Regions from separate parts of the Bombyx mori genome. Here region 2 is linked to region 1. Evidence: chromatin contacts called from public Hi-C data. All regions are on one chromosome and are shown on one strand. The core of a region is the stretch at or near the end of the contact, and the rest is flanking DNA. Distances in the headings are between cores, read along the strand shown. Region 1 overlaps LOC101744544. Region 2 holds the start of LOC101744544.

Region 1 (3,965 bases), core at 880-3,379:
ATCTTGTTTTAATCCTGTTAATACCGACCAGGGTATTAAAGCACTTATAACATTATTGTATTGTCGTCGGTCCTTGATGCGTGAACAAGTTATCAAGTTAATCTGACGTTTTTAAGTCGATGAAAATGACGTTCTAAGACCAATACGTGACAATAATATGTGACAATGACATAAGAGGCCGTCAACGCAAAAGTGGCCTAACCCACAATTCATATTCGTGCTTATGTATTGCAATTTATTTAAAACATAATAAATTTTGATGCATAATCGGCCTATCCCTAGTTCCATCCATAGATAATAGATGCCATTGTGAACATCATTATAGCGCGTATTTTTATGCCAACGAAGTATTGTAATGGTTAATTCGAACCTCATTATCTCCATACTAACTATGGTAAGATTTAGGCTACTTTTGCGCTGACGACCTCATATGCATACTCAAGCTAATAAAAACGAGTTAAAAATAGGAAGGATATTTCGCATACCCGTACCCGATAAAGATAGTCGAGCAGCCCTCCCTTGAAGAGTATTAAGATAAACATTATATTCATTTCAAGTGTAGTTAGTTCCAGAAACGTAAGCCAATACAGAAGGAAATATTAAAAAAAAAATATCACTTGTCATCTTTTGACAGGTTAGTAAAATGATTGAATAATGTTGTTTTTTTTTTAATTAACGCACTGGCAATATTGCAGCAATGCCTTGTGCTACTTTCGATGAGCAAAACCATCGAATAAGAATTGTTTAAATTCGCAACATAATGAATTTGTTTATTTTGTTAATAAATATATTTATTAACTACACTATGATTTTGTATACCTTGACGTACTTAATGCCTAAGACATTTCTTACTAAATCAACCGAAGGTTATGCAGAAATAATTATGGTAACCGGCGCTAGTGAATAAATTGAACAAATAAACACACAAAAGCACAAAATTCTAATAAAAGCAACAGAGACAAACATGAAAAACATAGGTACACGAAAACTGCAGAGTTAAAAGTCTCGGTAAAAATGGTGGCTTATTAACCGCTTAGTATCTATAAAAGTGTGCAAATGTGTGAAAATGACAAATAATAAATGGATAGTACATTTTAGGCTCTTCCAAAACCTATTAAGCTTCCAGAATATTCTTCCCTTTTTTTTCGGACAGTTTTTCATTTCATCACAATTCCTTCCATCTCATCCCATAATCAGTTAAAGATTTATCAGCTTCATTTCACTCTACTCTAATCCGTTTCGTATCCATTTATAAATATAAATATAGATTTGGCTTTAGAGAACAAAATGCAGACCTTAAATAAATTAAGACTATCTGCAAAAAAAAGGAATCGATTTGGCAAAAATATTTTCAGTATAGTTAATATTTTTATATATTAAATTTAATTTAAAAGTATTCAACCATCCACAGTCCCAACGTATGAGTCGGTGTGATAATAATTCTATTTTTATTCTTAATGTCTATGTCATTAGGCGATGTATTCTAAATCGTACTATGCATCTTCAAAACAGGGATTCCGTATATAACATTTTTATTACACGACTTTTATTTATAGGTTAACTTCTATTAAAATATGAATGGGGATAAACAGCTTTTAATTCAAACACAAAAACCCACCTGTCTGACTCACTATTCATTTCAAAACCGCAGTCACTATTTGGAATGATAAGAACACCAATAAATCGCAACCAAGTATCAACATATTTTTTAAACTTTACAACTGAACACACGCGAAGTTTATAATACTTAAAAAATAATAAAACAAAAATACAAAAGAACAACACACGTCTCTACCGCGTTACAAGCGATGATTCACTAAACAAGGCGAAATAATACCAATTAAATGCCACGATATTCCTACTATCAACTTAAAGTTATAGTCAAACGATTTCCAATTCTATCAGTCAAGACTTAAGAGCCAAACAAAAAATTAATTAATTAGGTTCACAAGAATACAAGCATGCTATTATAGTCTATAAAACTGATATTAATAAAGACTAAAGTAGCGTACACTTGCCCGGCTCAATAAATTTAGGTTACAAAAAGCACAAGCAATACGCGCCTTTATTTTCAATACGTTAAAAGATAAAATAATATTGTTTACCTTTGAAACTAGACAACTTGATTTGCAGTATTGAACTCTACATCATCGCGTTAAGGTTGAAAAATTGCAAGTGATTTTAATACTATCAGCTTATAAACATTTTATGAATGAAAGAACAAAGTGTAAACTTAAATAAATATACTTTAACATTTTTTCCCACGTTCCTAGCCTTATAAACATTTGTCAGGTAGACGTTTAGAAAAAATGCTTATACTATGTAGACATTAAAATTAATAACATTTTTTCTTTATGCTTAGATGGGTGAACGAGCTCACAGCCCTCATGGTGTTAAGTGATTACCGAAGCCCATATACCTACCTTGAGATATGAGTTCTAAGGTCTCAGTTTTTACAATACAACGGCTGCCCCCCCCTTCAAACCGAAACGCATCACTGCTTCACGGCAGAAATAGGCAGGGTGGTGGTACCTACCAGTGCGGGTTCACAGCATGCCCTACCACCATTAAACTCAGATCTAAGATTCAATCAATGTCATCTATTTTTTTTTTCATCGAGTGAGCAAAGAAAACCGAAAGAGAAGGTTCTAGATACGAGGCGTATGATTTTAGTATTAAGTTACGAACATAACACCGTACAAGCACAAAAGTGTGCCATTATTAATTCCGTCTAATTAGGCCACACGGTTGATTGACCTTACAATTTTGACCCTATTTCCTGACGAGTAAATTCAAAAACAATTCTAACAAAATCTTCTAAAAAGATTCGCTATGACGTATATGCATTATGACGTTTGAAAACAAAGAGACAAAATAAGGCAAAGGAAATGTTAAACAGAAATCATTAACATTTTTATAAATAAATAACAAAAAAAAATAATTAAAACCTACAAAGAGAACTACTTGGGAGTTCTGTCTGAGTCATTGTTATTGATGACGTAACGTTTACATACTTACACGTGAATATAGGAAATATTTGTATGAAGTGTTTTACATTCCGTTCCTCATGAGGATTATTATTCTAAGTTTTTTTTCCACGTACAACCACGTGTACACGAACTCACTGAGTTTTTTTTTGACGTTTCCGATCCGGTGGTAGATTCAGCGAAGCACTGGCTCTTGCTAGGGCTAGTTTTAGCAATTGCTTTCAGGTTGAGCCGCGTGAGCTCACCTACCAAAGCGCGCGTAGCAAGAATAGTCCATCGATGCTACCAGCGATTAGATAGGAGGAAAGGTCTATTAAAAATGCGTTTCCACTTCATAGTACGGTGGTGATGAAGAGGTTTTTGTTTATTGTGATTAAGGATTTTCTTTAAATGCTTTATAAAATGTTCAAAAATAATCGTATCTTTTTCAGTTAAAGAATTCTAATTTGTTTTTTTGGAACAAATTTGAGTTAACTTTTACTAAAACGCCGCTATAGTACGCAACTACGTAGAACATAGCTTAGTTGGGTGATTGATAAAAAAAAATCTAATTTGTCCTACAAGCCCATAGACACAGCACACTGAGTTCCTTGCCAGATCTTCTCAGTGGATCGCGATTCCGATCCGGTGGTAAATTCACCGAAGCATTGCTCTTGCTAGGGCTAGTGTTAGCATATTCTCTCAAGTTGAGCCCGTGAGCTCGCCTATCTGTGACCGCACCTGGAGTAACCCCTTAGGCTACCATCAAATAGGTAGGGAAAAGGTATATTCTACGACATTCCACGTCTACCGCCAAGTAAACTCATGTCCCGACTTGAAGAGTGCGTAATTCAAGCTCAGTGTTCTTAGTGCGAGTTTCTTAACGTTCTCGATAGCGTAAAAGTTAAACCATTTTTTTATTCAGTTGGAGCAGCGCCCCTAGCGGCAAACGTAGGCAAACGTTCCAACTTCACACAAATTTGAGTTAACTTTTACGCT
Region 2 (3,965 bases), core at 589-3,088, 67 kb after region 1:
CTCTTAGTATATTATAGTTAAATTAACTGAACTGACTGAATACGTTATTTTTAATTTATTTACACACATTACACATTTGCGTAACTTTTTTTGAAGTTATGATCGTGTAAAATTATTTGATTCCGTAGCCGATGTAAATTATATCCATCTGTCGGTCACGAAATTTGAAACCTTTAGGTGGCATTTGGGACAGAAAAGTTTGCTTATTATAGTTTCTTCAATGTAAACAATACATGAGCTTGTAAAATCATTTTTCAAATGCCTAATGGCTGTTTTGGCTTCCACTGCTCGTATCAAACTATAATTTTGATGATGATTTTTTTAAAGTCTTTCATTAACTTGATGTATGAACGTTTGTCTGTCTGTTGTAAAAATAGTTATAATCATAGATAATACACATAAATTAGTGTTTTAATAATGTTTACGAATCGCGAAAAGCGAGAATCATTCTGGTTCTGAATCATACTTGATTGATTTTTTTTTTTTTCGTTGGTATCACTATTAAAACCAAAGATATAAATTGTGTTTTTTTATATAAATAAGATTAAGGGAAGCTTTTCATTAATGGCACAAACCAGTTCCATTGTTGCTCACTTTTTTATCACAAACGCATGCCACAGATAACAAGAATCATTATCTCGAGTACATACACACTTATTTCAAAGTAAATAATCATAGTTACAGGTACTCTCAACTAATGAGTTATTACGGATGGAAATTTACAAGAAAAAACTTATAAGGTACTGGGCTCTTGGATTTCTATTTTGCGTAAAATAGTAAGTATGGGTATAATTAAATTATTAGTAAAATGGTATTCTTTTATTTACTCTGCTATTCCGTTTATTGTATTTTTACTCAGACAAAGGTTTTTCAAAATTTCACTTTAATTGGTAGTGAGAAAGTTACAAGCTCCGTATTCATTTCAGTTTCAAATCACACCTATAAAAAATGTTGTAGTCAAGTCTATTTTTTTGACATTAATTGTCAAAAAAATAGACGTCACGCTATCCGTACAACGATGTATTTCGTAATTTTAAAGTTAATAAATATTATGTTTAAAATCCCTAATAAATAAAAATTAATTATTTATTATTAAAAATTAATAAAAGCCAAGAATTTATTACGTATCGATTATCGCGAAGTAAAAAAAAGTTATCATTAAACCTACTAGTATTTCTATTTTCATGCAATGCGATATGTTAAAAAATCAGCACTAGTTACATGTTACATTGAATATTAAAACACTGACTTAATCCTAGATATAGACATAGCGTATTAAAACACTAATACCTAGGTACTAACTTTATGTTAGTATGCCTACCTATTCTTTTTAACTTATATTTTCTACTACATACTACCTAATACTGAGAATAATAACTCATAAAAAAGTCGTTACAAACTAGAAAAAGGAAATAACCCCGGTAAGTAACTAAGTAGTGGTGTAATTAAAACTGATAAGATTTCAATAAGATTTAAAACTGGAACAAGTATCAGTAAATATATTTAAATTGTCATGTAAGTTATCAGAAGATATAAAAAAAAACTTGCAACCAAATCAATGAAATAAATACGAACCAAAAAAATCCTCCCAGGTCATAGAATGGTCTGAATCACCGTTACCAATATCCATCTTCGTGCACTCAATACAGACAACATAACATAGATTATGATACCTTTGAAATTATTACATATAAAAAAAAACAAGAAAAACAAAACACAGATTAGTTTTATTTATCACAAAACACATCTCATTTTGTTTATTTGTTGACAAGCGTAAACATCGCGAGCTGCGGCCGGAGCGAGGGACGCGGCCTCACGGTCAGCTGTGAATTAGCGAGTGAATGAAACGCCAGTAGGTAGGCACGGTAATGTAACTGTTGGCAGTATAACTAACTATATACATTCAAACACAGCGCGGTCATTGTGTACACAGGGGCCCATTGCACTGAACCTACATGAGTAAGTAGTATATTCTCGATTCGAGGCAGTAGGAATACGTTAATTTTGTGCGACGCTATGGCGCCACACCATATTGAGTGTAGTAAATTCTAAAACGTATGCAGTAGGAAAACATAGTGTCAATTTTGTTAATGTTTTGTGGTAGCATCGTACCGTACCGTAAATTTAAATTTCTAATACATATTAATGTATGTTTACAAGTTAAGATACAAATATCAAAAATAATACTACTTAAGTACATATATATAATTTCTGAAAAAAAATTGTGTCAATTAAACGTGCGGTTTTAATTCAACAAAACGATACAGAAAAATAGAAATATATAATAGAAATAGCATATTTCTGTCGTTAATTCTTTAGTCTTTCGTTCCAATATTTGCTTTGCTAGAAGCGAATAATTCTTAGTACTTGGCAGTAGCTTTCTGTTGGTATCGCCATCTCTTCAATTAATCCAGATTTTCACGCTGATTGTGATGCTAATGCAGAACAACCACTCTGAAAGCTATTCAAGTAAGAAGAGCGAGCGCCTTAATGCGTGGAAACTGTTTCATTAATCATGCGTTTTTGAATTAACGTCATAATACGAACCAGCTTAACGCCATTGGTATTTAAATATTAAGTGTATTATTAATAGTACTTCTTATCTATGATTGATATATATTAGTATGTGTAAATGTTACCTTGCTCATCTAATGATATATCGTAGGATATGACATCTATTGTCGACATTAACACAACTTCGAATAAATCCCGAAGGTAAACTGCTAGCGAATTTCAAGATGATATCAAATAATTGTTCAAAATTATTTAACGCTCAGGAACAAGAAATCCACAGAATGATTTTCGAAAAAATAAAAATAAAATATAGTGGTTTAGGCGTTCGACTATTAAGTAAAATCGACTACAATTAACATTTGATAGAGCTGACCAAAAATTTTATAAATAAATTAAGCTCATTATATCGAAAAGGAAATATTGTAAATTAAGCACATCTAATGTTGAAAGTAATTATTTTAATGTTCCCAGTGCTGGTAAATCCTCCTTTTGACAGCCGACTTTACTTTAAAGAGTGAATAAAGTGGCATTAAAATTGTAATTCTAAATTTATTTTGTATTCCCTAATTATATTTCCTAAATTAGTACATCGTCTTTGTTATTATAGTGGATACTACCAAGAAAGTGAGTATTTTTTAAAGTACAACGGAACTAAGATTGCTAAAAAGTCGAGATATAAACGGCCATTCGTAAAATAATAAAAAAAACACTAACAACATGGCTGACGATCAATCAGTTGTTATTTCTGCTGAAATGATATTGTAAATTTAACGGAGTACGTCAAGTTTACATGACTAAGAATTTAGTAATGAATGAAAATTTCCTGAAAGTGATTCATTATTAACAAATAAAGTAACTAACGGGACATTACGGACTGAATTCATAAACATTCAGGTAAGATAGAAAATCAATAATAATAATACTGTTTAAATCACATTAAATGTTACTTAAGAACTTAACTCAATAAATACTGATGTAGGATTGCTGCATATTATTAGATTCGTAAATTGTCTTTACGTGATTGTTTTGTAGAATCTACCGTGATACGGTTGGTAAAAGTTTGGAAGGCAAATATTCAAAAGTTATTGTCTGTTGGAATGCCGCGGCGGGCACCAGATATTGTTCAGTTGCCTTTACACCCGAAGAAGAAAGTTAAGACTTTAGAGGATGAAACCTCCAGTCTGGACGTGAGTTTCTGTGACGACGAGGCATTACCGCCGGGTATTGTATTCACAGACATTCAGCTCAAGAAATGGCGGATCGGGAAGCCCATTGGTGAGTGTTTCGAATTTACAGAATAGGAGTAACCAACTCCAAAGCATAGTAAGATCAGATAGATTCCATAGATAAACAATATTTGTTTTGCTGACCCTATAAACAATAAAATAAAACTATGTCGTAAAACCATGAAAATACTTAAAAAACTTGAGCTACTTTTCTATACTGTTATA

Evidence for each region. A called contact is a pair of places that touch in the nucleus more often than the background predicts.
Region 2: a Hi-C map of middle silk gland shows a contact between it and region 1, with 2.3 times the contacts expected there. The contact joins the promoter of LOC101744544 here to the enhancer-like site in region 1. A contact is called at or near these places in 3 of 7 Hi-C or Micro-C datasets (middle silk gland, posterior silk gland and whole pupa).

Annotation. Positions count from the first base shown.
Region 1 is chr24:5,788,447-5,792,411 of ASM3026992v2, forward strand. All of the region lies in intron 1 of LOC101744544, which reads right to left. Among protein-coding and RNA genes, the nearest start is that of LOC101744544, 67 kb to the right of the region's middle. Within about 2 kb of position 2,130, at least 8 of the 8 cell types and tissues checked have open chromatin away from gene starts, as enhancers often do.
Region 2 is chr24:5,855,373-5,859,337 of ASM3026992v2, forward strand. It overlaps LOC101744544, which reads right to left and starts at 1,839. Exons shown (of 11, transcript XM_038020080.2): 1 at 1,576-1,839. The coding sequence starts at 1,630. It overlaps LOC101736511 (nucleosomal histone kinase 1), which reads left to right and starts at 1,945. Exons shown (of 6, transcript XM_062675686.1): 1 at 1,945-2,147; 2 at 3,122-3,408; 3 at 3,547-3,789. The coding sequence starts at 3,612.